3 separate regions of the Pan troglodytes genome follow, and all the other regions are linked to region 1. The links are chromatin contacts, called in public HiChIP or PLAC-seq maps. All regions are on one chromosome and are shown on one strand. Each heading gives the region's core, a stretch centred on a gene start, on an enhancer-like site or on the middle of the called end of the contact. The rest is flanking DNA. Distances are from core to core; before and after follow the strand shown.

Evidence for each region. HiChIP or PLAC-seq counts read pairs in DNA pulled down with a chosen protein or histone mark.
Region 2: an H3K4me3 HiChIP or PLAC-seq map of stem cell-derived excitatory neurons shows a contact between it and region 1, with 10 times the contacts expected there. The contact joins the promoter of CHMP6 here to the promoter of ENDOV in region 1. A contact is called at or near these places in 3 of 7 Hi-C or Micro-C datasets (blood, induced pluripotent stem cells and stem cell-derived neural progenitor cells) and 1 of 1 datasets of contacts at active chromatin or transcription factors (stem cell-derived excitatory neurons).
Region 3: a contact with region 1 is called in an H3K4me3 HiChIP or PLAC-seq map of stem cell-derived excitatory neurons, with 8 times the contacts expected there. The contact joins the promoter of LOC112206097 here to the promoter of ENDOV in region 1. A contact is called at or near these places in 4 of 7 Hi-C or Micro-C datasets (blood, induced pluripotent stem cells and stem cell-derived neural progenitor cells), 1 of 1 datasets of contacts at active chromatin or transcription factors (stem cell-derived excitatory neurons) and 1 of 1 other capture datasets (stem cell-derived neural stem cells).

Annotation. Positions count from the first base shown.
Region 1 is chr19:93,811,356-93,814,406 of NHGRI_mPanTro3-v2.0_pri, forward strand. ENDOV (endonuclease V) reads left to right here and starts at 1,609. Exons shown (of 11, transcript NM_001280289.1): 1 at 1,609-1,669; 2 at 1,801-1,999.
Region 2 is chr19:94,383,053-94,386,103 of NHGRI_mPanTro3-v2.0_pri, forward strand. It overlaps CHMP6 (charged multivesicular body protein 6), which reads left to right and starts at 1,652. Exons shown (of 8, transcript XM_016930992.4): 1 at 1,652-1,865. The coding sequence starts at 1,803.
Region 3 is chr19:94,362,844-94,365,894 of NHGRI_mPanTro3-v2.0_pri, forward strand. LOC112206097 reads right to left here and starts at 1,604. Exons shown (of 2, transcript XM_024350739.3): 1 at 1,101-1,604. The coding sequence starts at 1,526.

The sequences.
Region 1 (3,051 bases), core at 359-2,858:
CATCCTGGGAACACGTTAACATCTTCCCGGACAGCAAGCCATACTGCCTAGATCCCTCCTGCCCAGGCCTATGAGTACCCCAGCCTGTAATCGCTGGTGGGCTCTGGCATTAAGCTGGCCCCCGACAGGTGTTTGCAATACACCTGTGTTGCTGTAGAGCCGCCCGCGCGCCGGCACTCTCACTGTGCGTCATTCTTTAGCCTTCACCTTCCCTTCAAAACCTAACACCCTTGACGTTTATATTCAGACTATTATATATACATACACACATACACCCTTCTGAATCCTCCCAGGAGAATATAAAACCATGGGTTAAACTGCTACACTTCAGCTTCAGTGGCTGCCTTTCAGTGCTTCAAATACACCAACCTCTTTCCCACCCCGCGACCTGCACGAGAAAGCTGCTCCACTCACCCGCCGTGCTCTTTCACTCACCCTTCAGGTGTCTTCAATATCGCCTCTCAGGCCTTTCCCAACCACCGGTTTAAAGTCGGCTCCCCACAAATAAATACATATTCTCCCTCACAGTACTTCGCACAACACCTGGTACAGCGAGAGCACTGAACCAACACTCATTCAATGAGGAACACGAGGTAAGAACCAAGACCCCCCCCCAAGGTCGCCGTACTTTGCCTGGTAGGAGAAGCTTTCTGCCCAGCAAGGTCCGACCCAGATGAAACCCAGTCCAAGTTTGCAGCACCCCCGTGAGTCCAGCCCGCTAAACTGTGAAGAATTTAAATACACGACACCTGCCCTCAAAAGCCTGAGGGCACCCCTGAGCTGCCATCGAGGTGGGGGCGTCAACGACAGGCGCTCAGTAAGTGCTCCTGAGGCAACTGCCGGGCGGTCCTGAACCTGGTGAATCCTTTCGGGGTTCAGCAAAGGCGGACGCTGACCGGGCCAAGGAGTGGGACCTGCAGTGCTGGACCACCCTTTTCCAAGGGGCAGAAGTGCCGTGCCCGCCGGCTCTCAACAGGGCAAGAGGCCCTCTCGCCGTGCAGAGCGCAGCGCTTGCGGCGGGGACAGCAGAGGCGGGACGGGCGTCACGGAGTTCCCGGGTCCTCGCGCGGTCACTTACCTGGCCTCAGCTATCCGCTGAAAAAGGGGCGGACGGCCTCCCGGGATCCGAGCCGATATCGCGCGCGGCGCCGCGGGGCAACCTGAAGCCGTGTGCGTGCGTGTGCGTTCACGCAGGGGTCACCCAGCGGCCACGGGCTTCTGAAGACGCGGGTGGGAAGTGCGGCCCGGGAAAGCGCAAGCGTCTCCATGGCAACGAGGGCGGACGGCGCCTGCGCGAGTCGCTTCCGGAAGTGACGCGCGGAAGGGGTGCCCGGGACGAAGCCATGGCCCTGGAGGCGGCGGGAGGGCCGCCGGAGGAAACGCTGTCACTGTGGAAACGGTAATGCTGTCAGGCGACGCGCAGGAGGCGGGGGCCGAGGCCGGGCGGCCCTTCGCGGACCTTCCGAGCTCATAGTCTTCAGGCTGTGGAATCGGAGCTGCCACCGCCCGAGCCTCCCCAAAGCAAAGCCCAGTTTCCGGCGCGGAAGCGGAGGGATCTCAGGAATTGTAGTCCGCGGGGTGGGCGCGGTTCTCGCTTCCGGCCAGTTTGTCTGGCCTGCGCTTGCGCGGGTCTCCGCCGCCTGGGCTCCTAGGGACTGTGGCCTCGGCGGTATGTCCCTTGCTTTCCCTTGAAGCGGGAGAAGACGCGGCAGAGGCGCTCTGTCCGCTGCAGCCGCGCGGGTGGAGGAGGCAGAGTCTGAGGTGTGACCCCGACCAAATTTGACGCTTCTGTCCTCCTAGGGAGCAAGCTCGGCTGAAGGCCCACGTCGTAGACCGGGACACCGAGGCGTGGCAGCGAGACCCCGCCTTCTCGGGTCTGCAGAGGGTCGGGGGCGTTGACGTGTCCTTCGTGAAAGGGGACAGTGTCCGCGCTTGTGCTTCCCTGGTGGTGCTCAGCTTCCCTGAGCTCGAGGTAACCTGGGAGGACGCCGAGCTCGAGGTGGGCCCCTCGGTGGGCTCGGGCGTGCGGTCTCCGGGACAGGGAGCAGTGCAAGCGTAGAACCCGGCTTCTCGTTTTGTAGGATGTCATTAATAGTCTGGGGAGTGGGCCGGGCGCGGTGGCTCACGCCTGTAATCCCAGCACTTTGGGAGGCTGAGGCGGGGGAATCACCTGAGGTCGGGAGTTCGAGACCAGCCTGACCAACATGGAGAAACCCGGTCTCTACTAAAAATACAAAATTAGACGGGTGTGGTGGTGCATGCCTGTAATCCCAGCTACTCGGAAGGCTGAGGCGGGAGAATCGCTTGAACCCGGGAGGCGGAGGTTGCGGTGAGCCAACATCACGCCATTGCACTCCAGCCTCGGCAACAAGAGCGAAACTCCATCTCAAAAAAAAAAAAAAAAAGTCTGGGGAGTTTTGGAAGGGAAAAAAAGGCAAAAATTAAAGGAATTCTGTGACTGTTAAGAATCAGCTCATGAGCTTTATCTTCAAGTCTGATTGTTATCTTGGGTTCTTCATCTCAGTGACCTGTCCACCACACTCCCAGTTGCCCAAGCTGGAGATCTGCGTCCTCCTGGGCCCCTCCGTTCCTCTCGCGTCCAGTTGCACACTAGCTCGCTTTTATTCTGCCTCTTAAATGTCGCTGGAATCTGTCCCCTTGTCTGTTTCCCCTCTGCTCCTTCCCTGGCTGTGCCACCATCACTCCTGTGGGTTCCTGAGCAGCATTTTCATGGGTGCCCTGGCTCAAATGTTCCTCCTCAGTGGTTTCTTTTCCATACTGCCAGCAGACCAATTTTCCTAAAAAACAAGTATTTTCCTCAAAAGCAACAAGTCCCCTCCCTCCCTCCCTCCCTCCCTTCCTCCCTTCCTTCCTTCCTTCCTTCCTCTCTGTCTCTCTCTTTCCTTCCTTTCCCCTTCCCCCACTCTGTGCCCAGGCTGAAGTGCAGTGGCATAATCTTGGCTCACTGTCAAGATCTGATCTCAACCTCCTGGACTCAAGTGATCCTCCCACCTTAGCCTGAGTAGCTAGGACCACAGGTGTGAGCCACTA
Region 2 (3,051 bases), core at 402-2,901, 570 kb after region 1:
GCTCACTGCAACCTCCACCTCCCAAGTTCAAGCGATTCTCCTGCCTCAGCCTCCCAAGAAGCTGCGATTACAGGTGCATGCCACCATGCCCCACTAACTTTTGTAGTTTTGTAGAGACACAGTCCACTATGTCAGGCCAGGCTGATGTCGAACTCCTGACCTCAGGTGATCCACCCACCTCAGCCTCCCAAAGTGCTGGGATTACAGGCGTGAGCCACCACGCCTGGCCAGACGGAGTCTGCTAGAGTCTCGGGGATTTTATACGGACAGGATGGGGGCGTGGCAGGCCAGGGTGGTCTTTGGAAATGCAACATTTGGGCAGGAAAACAAAAATCCCTGTCCTCACCTAGGTTTGTGGGCACAGGCAGTGGGGGGATCCCTAGCCAAGGATCACGCCTTCCTCTACCCAGCTCTTCCTTCCCCCTTCATGAGGAGCAGGGAGTAGCAAGTCTTTTTTTTTTTTTTCCTCAACGTCCCCATGGACACCAAGGAAAAAAGTACTTCAGATGTCTTAGTGAGACAAATCAGAGGATGGGAGATGAACCCCACAAAAATTCAGGGGCCCCCTCACCTCAGTGAAGGTTCTGGAGTCCAAAGGTTTGGAACAGGTGATAATTATTCTCCTTTCGATGTTATTTGTTATATTTTTTGTAGAGACGGGGGTCTTGCTATGTTGCCAGGCTGGTCTTGAACTCCTGGCCTCAAGCCATCCTCAGCTGAGTGCTTTTCTTTGACACTTAGTGAATGCTCAGGAACCACAGTCAGGATACTCAGGCGGGAACCGGGGTGGCTTCTCCCTTTTACCCTTTATCCCCATTCATGTGTTTCTTAGCACCCCAGGGAAGAATGCTTCTGTGGGGGACGCAGCCACAATTCCTTGGAAGGAGAAGCTGAGCCCAGCCATGCTGGTCTCCTCCTGGCACTGATCTACAGACGGGGAGCAGCGCAGTGGAAGAGGGAAGATCCCAGGGCTGAAGGGCTGGGTGGAGGGCGCTGCTGGTTGCATTTCAGGGAACACTTTAAAATGCAAAGCGGGCCGGGCGCGGCGGCTCACGCCTGTCATCCCAGCACTTTGGGAGCCCGAGGTGGGTGGATCAGAAGGTCAGGAGCTCAAGGCCAGCCTGGCCAATATGGTGAAACCCCGTCTCTACTAACAAAAATTAGCCGGGCGTGGCAGCAGGCACCTGTAGTCCCAGCTACTCAGGAGGCTGAAGCAGGAAAATCACTTGAACCCGGGAGGCAGAGTTTGTAGTGAGCCGAGATAGTGCCCCTGCACTCCACCCTGGGCGACAGAGCAGGACTTCATCAAAAAAAAAAAAAAAGTGCAAAACGTTGGATATCACATCATTAATGCGGCATTTTGTGTTCAGAGCCAGTGGGACAGTGATTCCTGCACAAGATTCCTGAAAGCCTGGGGAGACTGAATTATGTTAATCTAAAAGGATCCCATCTAATTAGGAGATAAGAAATTTTTGCCTTCACCTGCACAGGAAGGGTGCACGGAAACACGTTATTTAGAACATCCCGGGCCCGAACATCGCGGGGCCTAACATCCAGGTATCCGTGCCACTTCTCTGTACCAGTCCAAGGAGGCCGCGGTGTTCGCGGCGGTCGCCGAGACCGGCGGGCTGTGGTTTCGAACCCGCGGCAACGGCGCGCGGCCGGAGGAGGCGCTCGGGCTTCGCGTTCCGCGGCGCCTGGCCCGGCGCGGCCGCCGTAGCGGGAGGACCCGAGCTACGGTAGCCGTGGGGCGGGGGTGGCGATTGGACTTGGTGGGTCCCGGGCCAGGGGCGGGCGCCGCCATGGGCAACCTGTTCGGCCGCAAGAAGCAGAGCCGCGTCACGGAGCAGGACAAGGCCATCCTGGTGAGGGCCCGGGCCCGGGGTCAGGGCTGGGGCCGGGACAGGCGACGGGGCCGGGGCGGGCGGCGGGGCCGGAAGAGCCCCGCGCCCTCGGCCCCCCGCGTTCGGATGGGGAAACTGAGGCGCAGCGCGCAGCCGGGCCCCTCGGTCTCTCCGCCCTGCGTCCCTCCTCCCCCGCGGGGCCTCGGGCCGGGGTCTCCTGCGCGGCGCCGTGGCTGCCGACTTCCCCCGGGCCCGCGCGTCCGCCTCTGCGACCTCCGCCGGGGTGGGCGCGGCTGGTGACTGCGGGATTCGACGCCGGCGTTCGGGGCTCGGCCACAGCCTGGCGGCCTGTCCGTGGGGTCCGCGCGGCGCTGGGCTTTCCCTGGCTCTGGGCCCGCGGGAGCAGGTCCCGGCCCCGGGGGTCCCGGCTCTCCCGGAGTCGCTGCCCCCGCCCCCGTCCCGCGGCTCATTTGCCTCCTGGTGCCCTGGGTCGGAGCCCCAGCGGTGCTGCCGGCTTCGCGAGGCAGCGCGGAGCATCCCCTCTCCCTCACCCCATCCAGGCCAGGACTGGAAGGAAATCTGCCCTGGTCCGAGGAGCGGCCGACAGGTGCGCCGAACGCCTGCCGGGGTCCTGCCGGGTTTCCGCAGCGCCTGGGTGCAGGACCACCGTGTTTGGCGCGTTTGTTTGCGGCGACTCCAGACTGACTCCGGGGCACAGCCGGGCCGGTGGTGGTGCCTTTTCCCATGTGAAAGTTAGCTTCTGTAGGAGGAGGAATCGCCTGGCATGTCAGGGACACGGCGGGTTAAGAATAGTCCATTTTTGTAACGAGATAAACGTGTCACGAAAGAGACCCCGAAATGGAAGCAGGGCTAGCTTTTTCGGATGCTTTCTTTTCTAAATTTTGTGCAATAGAAATAGGTTAATTTTATACTAAAAGAGAAGCGAATGTAAATGAAAGAGGGAATCTTACGTTGGCATCTGAGTCCATAAGCTGTGAAAAGAAACAACGGGCACATTTGTCCCTAGAGAAGATGGGCACAGCGCTGGGCACCGTCCCGAGCTGTCTGCAGACAGCTGGGCCCAGCCTCCATCGTCCACCTTCCACCTACCCTGGCAGCCCCAAGGCACTCCCTCCCCTCTCTTTAAGGACTCAGTTCCGGTTTCTCTTCAAGCACAGCTTTCCACTTGCCAAGGGTCACTGTGGGA
Region 3 (3,051 bases), core at 354-2,853, 550 kb after region 1:
AGGGACGGCCACACGAGGACACAGCCTACCTGCCAGGGAGAGTGGTCCTGGAAGAAGATAGCCAAGAGGCCCCTCTGTCTCCAAGTCCAGCCTCCAGACAGGGCGGGTGGAGAGGGAATACAGGGCTGCTGCTCAGGCTGCCGGGCCCACGGTGGTTTGCTAGGTGGCCCTGGGACACTGGCACCACCGTGGCACCTCCAAGCCCCAGCCTGTCCCTCACTTTAACGTGGGGACAGTTATTGCAGGCATGAGTGCTGTGAGCACCAAACAAGACCACAGAAGCTTCCAGAACAGCACTGGCACCAGGGAAGCACCCAATGGACACTGTCCGAGGTCACCTGAGGACTTCACAACTGCTGGTGCCACAGGGCTTGGGAGCTGGGAAGAACACAGCTCTTTGCCACAGCTCAGCCGATGCCAAGTCCCAGGGCTGCACGGTACCCGCCTGGACCATCAGAGGAGAGCAGACCCTGAGCTGGGCCCGGTCACCTGGTGCCACCCAGCTGAGGCCATGTCCTGTTGGTGGCTCCTGAGCTGGAGGAGGAAGAGCCCAACCACATGGGCCCTGCCTGTCCTTCCCCCTCCTCCACCTTGGGAAAGAACCTCACTGCAGCTGTTGGGGCGGCTTCCCTGCCCATCCCATCCTCCCTCCCGTGCCCACCCCCTCCGCCTGACTGCCGCCTCCTCTGCGGCAGGGGGGGGTCCCTCCTCCTGAGCCCCACAGTCCCTGCGCTGGCCCTGCCATCCCAGGGGCAGGAGCAGCCACAGGGCTCTTGGGGCTCTGAGGCTCCATCCGCCGTTGTGTGACCCAGGCACCAGTGTCCACAGAACACAGGACGAGAGTTACACACCCAGCCCCGCCACACCACTGTGAGGACAGAGAAGGCATGGCGTGACCTGCCACCTGGTGGAGGGCTGCGACCATGGAGGGTGCTGGATGCACCTACCCTGCCCTGCTGCCTGGAAGGGGGCCTCTGCTCCCCAGGGCCGGGGGACCATGAGTTCACCTCTGTCATCAGTGTCAGCATGACAAACCCCACTGGTGCCGCTCACAGCAGGATCCCACATCCCAGGCCAGCCCCCTCTGCCATGCCACCTACCTCACAGCCAAAGGTGGGAACAGCAACTCTGGGGAGAACTGGGGGTGCCGTGGCCACCGCGTCCCTGAGGCTCACGGAGGAGAGTGAGGCGAGGAGAACCATGGAGCTGGGCCCTGCCTTGGGAACCAAGCACTCGCCCTTTGCAGCCGCGGAGCCATCCTGATGGGCAGGCGGGGGCGGGGTCGCTGTGTAGCTGTGCAGAGAGCGCTCCGAATGGGGGTCTGTCACCAGCTCCCAAGCTCGTGGGTTCTCCCAAGATTCTTGTGGCACATGATTCATTGCCTTTCTTAACAGCATCGCTGAAAAGAGAAAAGGCCCTTTGGAAATTGATTGCAGTCCCTGGATGTGTCTCTTGGAGCACAGGTCCCTCGGTTCCCACTTGGCAAACCAGGCTTCATGTCCCCAAGACAGGGCCAGGCAGCCCATGCGCTCCACCCCCTCCCCCGCCAGCCTGCACGTCCTCCCCCATCGTCCATGCAGCCCCCGAGACACCCGCTGTCCCCGGCCCTGGGTCCTGACGTGGCAGGAAAGGCAGTTCAGGACCCCCCACCTCCCACCTCCCTATCCAAAACCCAGCCCTCACTCCCCAGAAGGCCATCACTGCAGCATCCTCCAAACAGCCTGTGGCCCCACAGGCATGCTCTGAGTTTGCTTCCAGGGGCCAGGAAGTGAGGAGCCCCCAGTGCTGAGGCCAGGGACACTCATGCAGGGCTCATGGCCACCAGCGACAGCCACCAAGGTCACTGCCCAAGGCTGCTTGAGCCATCCTGCCAGGTGGCCTCCTGGGCCCAGAAGGCTGATGTCACCCACGGCTCAGCATCGGAGGGCAGATGCCATCTGATGAGGTCAGAAGAACTGCCCAGACCCCAGGACCCCCACTCAGATCCCCACAGCCTGGTGAGGTACAGAACCACAGCCGCATCTGCAGGGGGAGGCGCAGGGGTACTCAGAGCTGTGGGTTCCCCTCTGGCCTCCCCTTGGAGGCTCTCCCGGCTGCCCTCCAGGGTCATCCACCATCCACCGCAGGCAAGCTGGAGGGGTGGATGGGAAGGCTTTGCCTGAGGGTGTAAGCCCCCAGGGCCCTCCAGGGAGGACAAGCTGCACGGCCGGGAAGCTCCGCAGCCTCCAACCCAGGGCTGGCAGGAGCTGGGGGCTGGGGGCTCCCCACATGGGGTCCCAGGCTCACCTCCCAGCAGGGGGAGGCCCAGAGAGCTGCCCGCACACCCTCACCAACTGCTCCCCAGTCCTGGCCCCTGCCTGGCTCACTGTGGTCAGAGTTTGCCCCCACAGAGAACCAGCCCCCAACTGCCAGCTGCTTCCACCTTCAGCAGCTGCTGGGGGCCAACCAGGTTCCACCCTGTAGCCAGGGGCTCCTCCAAACCCAGCGATGGGGGAGCCAGCCCTGAAAGCACCAGCCCCAGGGCAGCACAGGGCCTGTCACAGGCCTCCAGCGAGCAGCCCAGGATCCAAGGTGCCAGGGAGTCCAAGAGCAAGGCACACTGGGTTTACCAACCACAACCCCCTCCATGCCTTCTGTGTTAGAAGAAGAAAGAAGAAAAGGCAGCAAACTCAGACTGTGGAGCGGGAGCAGCCACCACCTGCATGGAGCAGAGGCCCAGGTGGGCATGGGGATCTGGACCAGCAGAGCCTTCCTGGGCTGCGCACCCCATCCATGTGGGAGACAAGAGCTTAAGGGCTCCCAGAAAGGCTCCCAACCATAGCAGCAAGGAGGGGCTGGATGCAGGAGAGCCACAGAGTTTGTCGCTGGTACAGTGGTATGACGTGCCTTGCAGGAGGAGGTGCCTGTGGGCAGTAACACAGCCGCCCCCATCTTCATACTCTGAGCCCAGCTTCTCCCCTAACTGGAAGACCCAGATGAGGCACTGCTGTCAACCCAGCTGGCTATGAAAGCCCTGACCATGTGCAGGACGCCCATCCTCACAGCCTGTAA